3 separate regions of the Zea mays genome follow, and regions 1 and 2 are each linked to region 3. Evidence: chromatin contacts called from public Hi-C data. All regions are on one chromosome and are shown on one strand. The core of a region is the stretch at or near the end of the contact, and the rest is flanking DNA. Distances in the headings are between cores, read along the strand shown.

The links. Hi-C and Micro-C count contacts between places; a contact is called where the count stands out from the background.
Region 1: a contact with region 3 is called in a Hi-C map of leaf, with 5 times the contacts expected there. The contact joins the promoter of LOC100216858 here to the promoter of LOC100191509 in region 3. A contact is called at or near these places in 2 of 25 Hi-C or Micro-C datasets (ear and leaf).
Region 2: a contact with region 3 is called in a Hi-C map of ear, with 2.1 times the contacts expected there. The contact joins the promoter of LOC100284858 here to the promoter of LOC100191509 in region 3. A contact is called at or near these places in 4 of 25 Hi-C or Micro-C datasets (ear, endosperm, leaf and 1 more).

What each region holds. Positions count from the first base shown.
Region 1 is chr1:209,453,065-209,456,827 of Zm-B73-REFERENCE-NAM-5.0, forward strand. It overlaps LOC100216858 (putative vesicle-associated membrane protein family protein), which reads left to right and starts at 1,384. Exons shown (of 5, transcript NM_001143249.1): 1 at 1,384-1,902; 2 at 2,017-2,218; 3 at 2,311-2,431; 4 at 3,757-3,763. The coding sequence starts at 1,707.
Region 2 is chr1:209,092,068-209,096,050 of Zm-B73-REFERENCE-NAM-5.0, forward strand. It overlaps LOC100284858 (signal peptide peptidase-like 3), which reads left to right and starts at 2,278. Exons shown (of 5, transcript NM_001413147.1): 1 at 2,278-2,797; 2 at 2,962-3,046; 3 at 3,364-3,983. The coding sequence starts at 3,428.
Region 3 is chr1:209,296,147-209,300,187 of Zm-B73-REFERENCE-NAM-5.0, forward strand. It overlaps LOC100191509, which reads right to left and starts at 2,258. Exons shown (of 18, transcript NM_001365493.1): 1 at 1,949-2,258; 2 at 1,282-1,671; 3 at 725-886; 4 at 454-629; 5 at 276-351. The coding sequence starts at 1,650.

The DNA.
Region 1 (3,763 bases), core at 134-2,633, 160 kb after region 3:
TTAAATGGGTTGTGCCCCGGACCAGCCCGCCAGACACGATCCATTTGGCCATCTATATATCCGCACGATAATGATGGTCCTCGCCTTAGTTGCCGCCACCTCGTTCGTCATCCTGTTTCTTTTTCTCTCTCCACTCATGCCTCTGCCTCCGCGCCACGCTTTCTCGGCAGAGGGCATGGGAGCAGGCGCCTCCTCCCCGTATTCGTCCGACACCAACCCTGACACCGACCTGCGCAATGGCTATTGCACGTCCACGAGGGTGTTTCACAGCATGCACGCACCATCGTATTCGCTGTCGTCGGATGTCTCGTTCGTCTTCTGGCTTTCACCCTGTTCTTCGTCCCCAACCTGCTGCCCCCGCCCACGGTCGCAGTCGCGAGCCGACCGATGCTCGTCGACGCGGGTACGGACGAGTCGGTCTTGCTCCTGGCTTTTCTTCGTGCGTGTCACCGAAGACACGATGGTGCATGCCACACTTAGGTTATCTTGGCGATGACGAGTCCAGATCTGAGATATTGGACAACCAAAGCCTACAACAGTCGACATATGCTACAGAAGGCACTCGCATTCTCTCGCCCTTTTCGGACTGACACCTGGCGCGGGTGTCTCTCGGTTTGGAGCTGCTCTGGCTGGGCTTCTTTCTCCGCTTGCGTACTCTCTCCCTATATGTATCTAGCGGTATACTACCTATGTCGCCTCTAGATATCCATGTTTTCGTCGTGTCCTTCTCCGGCAACGAACATGTATGACTGCATCTTCCCTTCCCTTCCTGGTCTACAAAACCTTGAAAGTGGGGGAGGCGAGGGATGGACCCCTGATTTGCTGCCTATGGTACCCATTCGATGGCTCGACATCGGCTGTCTACATAGTCTTTCCTTTAACACGATGTCGACTCGCTTAGTCAAATAAAAAAATTATGTGGAGAGTAGAAACAATCAATAAAAAATCTTGAGATCTTTTTAGTGGATAGTTTATGTGAGTATTGTTGTAAGCCGTCGCAACGCACGGGCAACCGACTAGTGATTACATAACTTTATAGTTAAATAAATAATAGCTGAAGCTAAGATAAATTCTATTAGATAATAATAGTGGTATAATACGAGTATATTTTACCCACAAATATGTGGGTATGGATAGTACCCACTGGTACTCATACATGTTTATCCAACGGGAAGGTTATTATCTATTAACATCCCGGGGCACGCGAGTATATAAATTATATCATACCCGCCTATATACGTAAAACACGTTAGTTACTTGGGTTTAAAATACCCATGCTCCACTTCTAACGGGGTAAGGGTAAACATGTAACTTCACGATTAACTCACAACGAAGGCAACGACTAGGCTCGGAATTAATCCCCACCCGTTTTCCCTTCCAAACTCCAAAGACACGATTGTAGTTGGATTAATTCCCACCCCACAACCCCCCACCACAAGAACTTGTTCGATCGAATTCTTCTTCAACTACCCGCCGCGGGAACCCAAGGAAGGAGGCAAAGCAAAGGCTTCTCGCAGGTTCGCATCCTCCGGAACCATCCACTCCTCTCATCCCGCTCGGAGTTTGACCTCTCCCGACCTGAGATCCGATTGAATCGGTACTCTGCTCTTGGTTTATTTCCTCTCCTTGGTGAATTCGCGCGCTGATTCCTGCTGCGGTGGATTACGTCCTAGGGTTTCCCGTCAGCGGCTTCTGCGGCGGGCGCCATGAACAGCAGCAAGCAGGCGCTGATTTACAGCTTCGTGGCCAAGGGCTCCGTCGTGCTGGCGGAGCACACGGCCTTCTCCGGCAACTTCAGCACCGTTGCCGTCCAGTGCCTCCAGAAGCTTCCCCCCAACAGCACCAGATCCACCTACTCCTGTGACGGCCACACCTTCAACTTCCTCGTCAACCGCGGCTTCGGTACCGTGTTTTTTTTTTACCCCCCTTCAGTCCCTCCTTCGCTTGCGCCCTCCGCTGTGCGGCGTTGAACCGTGAGTTGACTTGGCACCATTGTACACATGCTGTTTGATGTAGTGTTCCTAGTGGTCGCCGATGAGGCGGCCGGGAGGAGCGTCCCCTTCGTCTTCCTAGAGAGGGTTAGGGAAGACTTCATGCAGCGGTATGGGTCCAGTATCGATGAGGAGGGGCAGCACCCGCTCGCTGATGATGCTGATGAGGATGACTTTCTGTTCGAAGACCGGTTCAGCATTGCCTACAACCTTGACCGTGAATTCGGGTACGAAATTGTTGTTCGATTTAGATCATATATACTTGTATTATCTGCAATGAAAGAGGTATGTCATCGGTGCTTGTGTTTTGTTGGTGTAGCCCGAGGTTGAAGGACCATATGCAGTATTGTGTTAATCATCCAGAGGAAATTAACAAGCTCTCCAAGGTGAAAGCCCACCTATCGGATGTCAAAGGGATCATGATGGACAACATTGAGAAGGTATGCCCTCAGTTTAATGTTTGCCACCAATAGAGGTATCATGTTGCATGCATTTCAATTTTACAAGCAAACGTCAACTAGGAGTATTGCACAAACAAGGCTCATAACTCTGCTGTTCTGTATGTTCAATTGCTCATTATCTCATTGTTCTATTTGAATGACATATTTAGCGATGACATTTATTAGATGGTGTATTTGCTTTGTCCTAAGTCAAGTACTTGTATGTTTGACCATTGGTTTTGAAAAAATAATGTAGATTCATATTATAAGATTTATGTTTTACGTTTACTATTATAAATACTTTCATAATATATAATTCATACATTGTGAAACTAAGAATTTTTTAAATGATGGGTCAAAGATAGTAATGTTTGACTTATGACAAAGCTCATATGGCATATAAAAAAGAACGGAGGCAGTACTATTTTGAGCATAATTTATTCCTGTTGTATTTGAGCAACCAGTTGGTAGAGACAATATGTTCTTGAAGTTCTTTAGTAGGATGGCCATTGCATATGCCTACAGTTTGCTAGAGTAGAGACTGATGTTTTTTAAAAGTTTATGTGGAATAGATTATTTCTTTGTTGAACACGCAAGAGAGCTGTGTATCATTGAATTAAGAAGGGGTAAGAGCTCTTACAATCGCACATCGCACACCACACACCCAGGTTTCTAAATATCCGCAGACGCCTTTTGCATTGAAAACACACACGACCACGATCGAAGCTCCACTGTTGTTTGACTGAAGCGTAAAGAGATAAGAAATGCTCCGTCCAAATCCCGCAAATGCAGGTGTAGCCAGGAATAAGAGAATAGACCCTTCTGAAATTGATTGTTAACACCGGAAGAGAGATTGTTAACACACACCTGTGGGATAGATTATTGTGTGCTAAATCTGACTATCCCTTACATGAAAGTACTTAGGAATTAAGGAGCAGTTCATGAACATTGGTGGTGTAACTAGGTACAGTTTGGATAACTAATGGAACATCTAGTGCTGTCTGTGCTCAGTAGGTTATAGGTATGGTTTGAACAAATAATAGTTTCCTCCTATTTTAAACCAAGACATACCATTGTTGTATCTCGAAATTATTTTTAAAGGTTATGTACTTATTATCCCAAGTCTTCCACCTGCCAGTATAGCTAGTAAATTAGACTGTCCTGGTTCAGCAATCTATCTTTAGGGCCCATCGTAATTGTCATTCAACAGGAGAAGCACTTAAATCGACAGTGATGGCTCCTTGTGTCTTTAAACTTAATCGAGAGTATTGCCTCATGCTTTTGCCATATAAATTAGTTTCTGACTATGCCTGTTTTTTTGTCAGATATTGG
Region 2 (3,983 bases), core at 1,028-3,527, 200 kb before region 3:
ATTGGGATGTGGGACCATTTTGTCTTGATGAAGGGTCCCTGCACCCCAACATGTTGTACTCTTCTCTGAGCCTCCTTCTTCTGCTTCTTGTTAGCTGGCTCTGAGCATGAACTGCCTGTTATCAGGAGCACTAGCTTTGTAGCCGAAGCAGCTTCAACTTGCTTGTTGGACGAAGCTATCAGCTCAATCAGTGGAAGTGAGTTCACCGGAGGTGGGCGCCAATGTTAGGGACTTGTTCTCAAATGCTATGAATTAAGAACAAGGCAACATAAAAGGATTAATAGTTAGAACCCTTCGTTCTTCGAAGCATTATATCTCTTAGGATATAAAGATCTTCAGACGAAGGGCGTGAAGGACATACCTTCGACATTTCAACACATATTAATGAAGGAAGAAGCATATAAAACATGAGAAATAACATAAATAATCATATGGCATCATTAATATCCTCAAATTATATTATTATGAACAAACATGAACAATATCGAATTACATTTATACCTTCGGCTCGACAGAAAGCAAAGATCCAAGCGTGACGTGCGAGCAAATACAAATCAGCGTGAACAGTACGGGGGTACTGTTCATCTATTTATAGTCATATGGCGCAGCCTGTGAGATATTACATTCATGTCCTTTACAAAAGATTACAACTATGACACAGGCTCTCATGGACTGATCGGCTATTTTATCTTTAAGTCGGTGCGATCCTTCGTCTTGAGGCATGTTACTATGCCGAAGCTTCATGGATGGTGGCTTCGGCACTGCTTTTGAGAGGATCTGTTGAAGGTATCTCCTCTTTCAGGATCTTCGACGACGAAGCATACCCCCAACACATGACATTATGCATTTCAAATGTACTGCAAGCAGGAGACGCTTCTAGAACAGGAGGCTGAAGCTGTCTGTCATCAAGAACATGATTCTCATATGCTTTTGGTGGCTTTTCTTCTTCTATTATTTCAGCTTGAGCTCTAGTGCATTCCTAAGAAGAGTCATCAGATACAGCAAAACAATGTTGCTCACTGGCTGAGACATCAGTCCCATTTGATGCTAGCTGATCCAACAAATCATCATGTCCAGTTTCCTCATCCCGGATCTCATTGCCAGACCTTGCATGGAACACTTTATCATTAGCTAATTGTTGCCGCAAATCATTATGTGAATTGAAGTCATGTAGCATGTTCTCATTACAAATCACATCTTCAGACAATTCATCGAACACTTCATCTGCAGCTCCAATTGACCCCACTGGATTCACCCTCGACTGCTCATCTTGAAATGGCATCTCAACTAACTTCTCCAACGAAACACCTTGCAAGCCATGTCCATCCAGCGAGTCTCCACCCCAAATCACAGCAGCAGGAGGCACCTCGTCCAGGGTAGCAACCTTCGATGCCATAACATTGACGACATGACTCAAGCAATACAAAGAACAGTTGAAGGGCGCACAGCTCTCGAAGCCGCTCGACTCTAGATCGATGAGAGGCTCCTCAACGAACACAGGCCCCTCGTCAAAGACGGGCTGCTCATCGAAGATGTCGCCATTCCCGTCGTAGCGTGCCTCGCCGTGAGCCGATGTCGTGGCTCGCCCAAGGAACTGCGCCGCCAGCCCGGCACCAAATCGGACTCAAACAAATCCAACTGAGCCATCATACGCTTGCGAAACCAGAGCACCACAGTTTCGATCTGGAAGAAAATTCGGACACGCCTTTCGTCGAACAGGTGAAGGACCCGAAGTCTACCGCCACCCAAGCCGATCGACAGCCGTTCATCAGCGATCAACGAGCGCCGAGGAAGCGCCGAAGGACGCCGCAAGTCGTCGGAGAAGAACCCTTGCGCCACGAAATTCTGCTGCGCTTGTTGGCGGGCGTCGACGGCAGCGGAGGCGCACACATCGGCTTCCGCGGCGTTGGCGGGCACTCGACCAGCCGCTGCAGCTGGTTCCCCACGGACGTAGGCATCATGGGCTCCGCCTCCTGCGGGCCCTCCAATCCGGTCTCCCCCTGCTGCTCCTCCGTCGGCGGTGAGGTGTGGCGAGAGTGCGAGACGGGGCGTGGGGAGGGAGCACATGCGGGAGAGGCAGAAGGAAAGGCGGAGGAAATGGCGGGCGTTGCGGGTTGTGGGAGCGGATTCGCGGCGGATGGGCGAATTGCAGCGGCAGGAGGTTCGCGGCGGGCAGGTTTCGGCGGGTTCGCGGCGGGCGTATCACGGACGCGTGCGGGTTGTTGTTTGGCGGGGCCAGTCTACACTGAGGTGTTAATAGTTAGTACAGATTAGGATATGATACCCTGTATGCGTCCGATTTTCATCGGCCCCCATCCGGCCATCCGCCATCCCCCAACCCCGTTCTTCTCCCTCCGTCCGACCGTCCCTCGACAGTGCCGAGGCGCAACCTAGCAGCCGCCCACGCGGCGCGACATCCACTGGCGCAAGCGCAATCCGCAAGGGCCCCCCGGCGCGCCGCCAGCCTCCTGGCTCGGCCGCCCCCGCGGCTAACCCAGGGGCGGAAAGGCCGGCCAGCCGCCCACACCCCATCCGGCCAGCCAGGCGGAAACGACCGTAAGAGGGAAGCCGCAGCCGGCCGCTGACTCCGATCCCACCTCTAGTCAACCCCAGGCAGACCGATCCTCTTCGTCTGACCACGACGGCCATCTCGCACGCCTACTTCCACTCAACCACATAAGTCTTTTCTGCCAGGCCTAACCTTTCCCCTGCGCCGCCTCTACTGGTTTTGCACAGTGCCGTGACGTGGGAAGACGTGGAGATCCAACGAAAATTAGATTTATTTCTTCCTTCTTCGGTGAGGAACTCAAAACTTCCCTTCTAGGTAGGATAGGTTCCCTTCTTCCAGTAGTTTGTTTTGTTCTGGGGAAAATTCCTTTCTCTCTTCCCAAATTCTTTACCTTGCCGGTCATGTCTATTTCGTATCGTATTTGTTGTAGTATTATTCTAATCCATCCATAGGTCCAACAGGTTCCTCAGCTTGCGTAAGATCCGTCTGGGTTGTCCGCCCTCCATTGGACTACCCAAGGTGCGGCGCATCCACCAGGTTCGAACGCTTCTGTTGTATCATGCTGTATGATTACCATTAAAAAATTGCACCAGATGCTGTTTATTTTTTGCCAAATAAAAATACCGAACCCCTATGTCCCCACGCTGAATTTTATTACCAGAGAGTTAAATTTTCAGTAAATTTCTCATCCTTGCTGCAAAGCCAATCTTTCTCCTCATACTAGAGTGCTTTGTTTAGGTAGGTTTCACAATGATTAATAGGAAGGAAGCAATAAAGAAATCGGAAGGGTTAATTGTGCGTCATATGTATATTAGCTATCCTGATGCTTGTTGTTTGATGTTTTGGTATGGCAGGTGGAAGATATCTGCGTAAGTCAAAACATAGAATAAGAGTGGACTGCTATTAGTTTTCCATAGGATGGAATCCTTGTGGAAGCTGACCTACTTGCTCGACCCGGCATCAGTTGCCCTCATTGCCACAGCCATTTCTGTGGCCTATGCATCAGCATCACGAGCTCTGGACTATGGCAAGGAGATGGAGAGAAACTTGGATTTTTCAGAGGCTTCCATTACATTGGATCGTTCGCAGGCTCTAATGATTCCCCTTGCAAGCTCGTGCAGTCTGTTGCTGATGTTCTACTTGTTCTCGTCTGTTTCACATCTCGTGACAGCTTTTACTGCTGTGGCCTCAGCATTGGCACTGTTCTTTTGCCTGTCTCCACACATCACCTATCTTAAGGCACGATTCAATCTAATGGACCCATTCATGTCCAGATGTTGTTCGAAGTCATTTACACGGTTGCAAGGTTTGCTGATGCTCTTCTGCATAGCCACAGTCTTAGCTTGGTTGGTTTCAGGGCATTGGATGCTAAATAACCTACTGGGGATTTCCATATGTATAGCGTTTGTCAGCCATGTGAGGCTTCCCAACATAAAGATCTGTGCACTGCTTCTTGCCTGCTTGTTTGTGTATG
Region 3 (4,041 bases), core at 1,008-3,507:
GACTGTTTCTATTGTCAAAATTAGCATGCTGAAATTAAATGAGTGGATAAGCACTTGTTAATAGTTATGTTTGCTTAAATAAGGTCAAGACATAAGAACAGAAAGACGTTTGTTAGTGGAGTTACAGTTCAAGCCTATCTGGTATGATCAGTACAAACTTGTGAATTGCACAAAACAAAGAAAATAAAATGACGACAACCACTAGGATGAACACAGCACACACAAGAAAAATAAATATTATGATGTAGTTGAAATAGCAAGGAAAAAGTCTGCACCTTTGTTCCCAAGTCAGTTAGTGCTATTGCCATATTATTCTTAGCAATCTCAAAGTTGGGAGAAATGGTCAAGCACCTGTAATACAGTAAGATCATGGCAGGAACATTACAAAATTTCAACATGTTATTGGTGCATATTACTCAGAAAACTAGAGTAGTTGGTGTGACAAAAGCATACCTCTCGTAGCAGATAATTGCTGCATCTAGATCTCCCCGATTCTTATAGATAACTCCCATGTTGCAATAGGCCTCAGCATACAATGGTCTCTCCAGTGCAGCTTTCTCGTAACAACTAAGAGCCATATCAAATTGCATCATCTCCGAATAAACAACTCCAAGGTTGTAGTAAGCCGGCTGCATGAATTCGATTAAGGCATCACAACAATATAGAGTTGTCCATAGAAAGATAGTATTAGCAAGACAGATACAAGCTGCTGTGATGATGGTACCGCATAGTGGTTGTCTACTTCCAGAGCTTCACAATATTTTTGAATCCCCTCCTCTGTATTACCCGCAAGCTTCAAGCTAGTTCCAAGATCAGTCAACACAATAGCAAGAAATTCCGAAGCAGGTTTGTAGGAAGGATCAGCCATCCTAGCTTTTTGATATGCCTGTCCCATTTTTTTTTATAAATTTTAATCAGACATTTAGGAAGCAAATATAAGAAACAAACATGAACTGTAAGAGCAGCAGGTTGATATTTTTTGTAATATGATAATGTTAATACATTTAATTAGGCCGACATGGAAGAAAAGAACAGAGTTAAGGTACAAACAAGATAATGGCATAAATTTAGAGGACTATAGTAATTAAGTCTAGAATTGGCACATTTGCCTTTAAAATCACATAAAGTGTATATAATGTTCCATCAAGTCTGCCATTCATAGCACTAACATGTTGCAGACAAGGTTTATACTTTTCTATCACTTGTTGCAATTCAAAAGAACAGTAACACAATAGATACTCAGATAGAATAGGAAATGCACATGATGAGACCCGCAAGTACCTCAGCTGCTTCAACCAAGTGACCCTCATCTTTGTAAATCATCCCACAATGTGTAAGAGCAGACGCATTTCCTGGCTCGATTTTGACAGCTTCTGTAAAGCACTCAATGGCCTGTCTTGGTAGGTTCTGCGCCTGGAGGCAAATCCCTTTCCCGATAAGGGCCTCCACATTGGTGCCATCCTTCTCGAGAACAATGGTGTACAGGTTGATCGCGTCAGCAAACTTATTGCGCGACCGGAGGATGTTTGCATACCGCATCGCTTCCTTCCCCTCCAGCTGCTGCTTCGCTGGAGACACGACCCCATTGAGGTTAGGGGCAATGCCGTTGTTCTCCTTCCCTGGAACAGAATCCATCCCTGGCTGCCCCATGAAAGAGAGACGCCTTATTTTCTGTGAAATTTTGCATTGACCGATCAGTTCCTAGGCTTGCCAAGAGAACAAACAGGAAGGCACTAGCGAGATAGAAAACAGAAAAGATTTGGAGCAGGGACTGGCCTGGCGTGGGACATGTGGGGGTTCACATGGAAACCAAACTGCACCCAGTCAGAAGCCTTATTGTGTGAAGCAATGTCGTTCTTGCGCGCCCAAGAAAGAAAGAATCGGTCTTGACCGAGAAAGCACAATCTTTGAATAAGGAAGTCCATCCAAGAAAGCTCGGATTACTTACCAGCGCCCCCGAATGTAGTAGGAACCGAAAAAATCCCAAACGCACTCCAGTAGACCCAGAGCAGAACAGCGCCCAGACTACGGCCTGAACTGCCACGCGGCGCCGGCGCGGTGCTCGGCTGCGCTTGGCAGGGAACCGAGACGAGCTCTGGGCTCTCAGAGCCGCCCCGGGCACGCGGACCGGGGAGCGACAGGCCGCGCTCCGCCGCCCTCACGCGCCGCTATCATAGAGGGGAGCAGTGATCGCCGCCGCGACGAGGATTTCGGCGTCGGCGGCGGCGGCGGCGGCGGCGAGGGTTTCGGGAGCGGAGGTGGGGGAGCGGGGGAGGAAGGGGTGCCGTAGTACAGTAGTGGTGATCTTTTTGTATATAGGCCCCTCCCTTTTGCGGGAAATTAACGGTGCTTTGCCTTTACGCTTTGGCTCGTGCGCCTGCTTTGATTGATTTGGGAGGGCTTTTTGTACTGCCCCGTCCGCTGCGCTGGGACTGCCCTGCCTGCATCCCTGCGTCGTGCAGCTTTCTTTTCCGGCCATCTTTTCACTGCCACCCCTTCAGTTATTGATGAATGTACGCGGTAATCCAAAGAAATTTATCCCCACTACAAAGAAATTTTCTTTTCTTTTATCTACAGTAGACCACGACACGTTATATGTCTATACTCCTCTGAAACATTAGCCTAGGGTAAATCTGTTTTTCTCTTCAACCAGCATAGCGTGCCACAAGTAAACACTCAAACCCAGTATAACACGAAACTACAGGTAGTGTGGCACACCCAGATAGTGAGCGAGCTATAAAAAAAGACATATCTCTTTTTTAACTCAGAACTGTTTTGGTCTTTTAGCTAAGCTAAAGTGCAGTATCTACATTGTTGAGCCGCAAAATAGGTGGTCGGACGGTCCAGTCCTGGGGCCGGACGGTCCGCCCGCGCAGAACATATTAGGGTTCCGAGTTTCTTACTGTGTTTGTTGACGAAATTCACAGAATTAGCTCGGGTGTTTGTTTGTAACGGGTCCAGCCCCCTCCTCTATAAAAGCAGAGGAATACGTCCGATTTGTAAGTATCAATCGAATCAATAACACTTTTATCTCGCATTTATTTCCTGTACAATTAGGAGTAGTTCTAGTTTAGCTTCTCAATCCCCAAATTCTTCGTTTCTCTTCGACTCTACGTCGATTAGAGGAGTCTAGGTCGGTCTGTCCGAGCCTAGACATCACCTAGGATCTCTCCTCCCCGACGGGGTCCCTCCCAGGAGCGAGATCCAGGTGTCACCGGCGACCTTCGCCGCTCCCTGCGCACGCGCGGACCGTCCGGGCGCCAGGCAGGAAACCCTAGCCCTGCGCCAGGTCGAGGATCGTCCGGCCCCTGGCCGCGAACCGTCCGCCCCTGTGCATAGAGCACTGTCGTGATTCTTGTGTAGTGATTGGCGCCCGAAAAAGGCACCAACACACTTTTTGGCGACTCCGCTGGGGATAACACATATAGACCTATCAAATCGACACTCAATGGCCGGTTCAAGAGATAGTTCTGAAGTCTCCCCCAGCAACATTATAGAGCCGACTTGGGAAACCTTGCCGGCTGACGAACAGCTCCAGTTCGAGGAGCACAAGGAGCAACTGATTCAAGAGGCAAAGGCAAAGTTCCTGGCCAACTTCAAGGTGGACAGGAACAATAAAGTCGTTCGACAACGGGCGACGGATCCGGCTTTGCTCCGACCCACACCAAACATCCCCAATGTAAGTAATACAAACGAGCTACAATCTCTTAAGAATTATGTAGATAAACTGCGAGAACAAATGCAAAATATCATAGGGGATATGCAAAATGATTATAGGAGGCTAGTACGTGCATTTGATAAATCTACTATTGCAAATTTTCCTCCGCACGAGGTTGAATTAGAGGGAAACACGTGTAATACATCGGCTATAAGTTGTCACGATCTGTCACAAGCCCTTTATGGGATGTCGATGGACACATACCCTGAGCAACCACAAATCGACAGTAAATCAGTCGATCTGCACATGGTCGGACCGTCCGCACGTGAGCGCAGACCGTCCGGGCCAGCAACGGTCGGACCCATTTTTAATGAATTACCCAG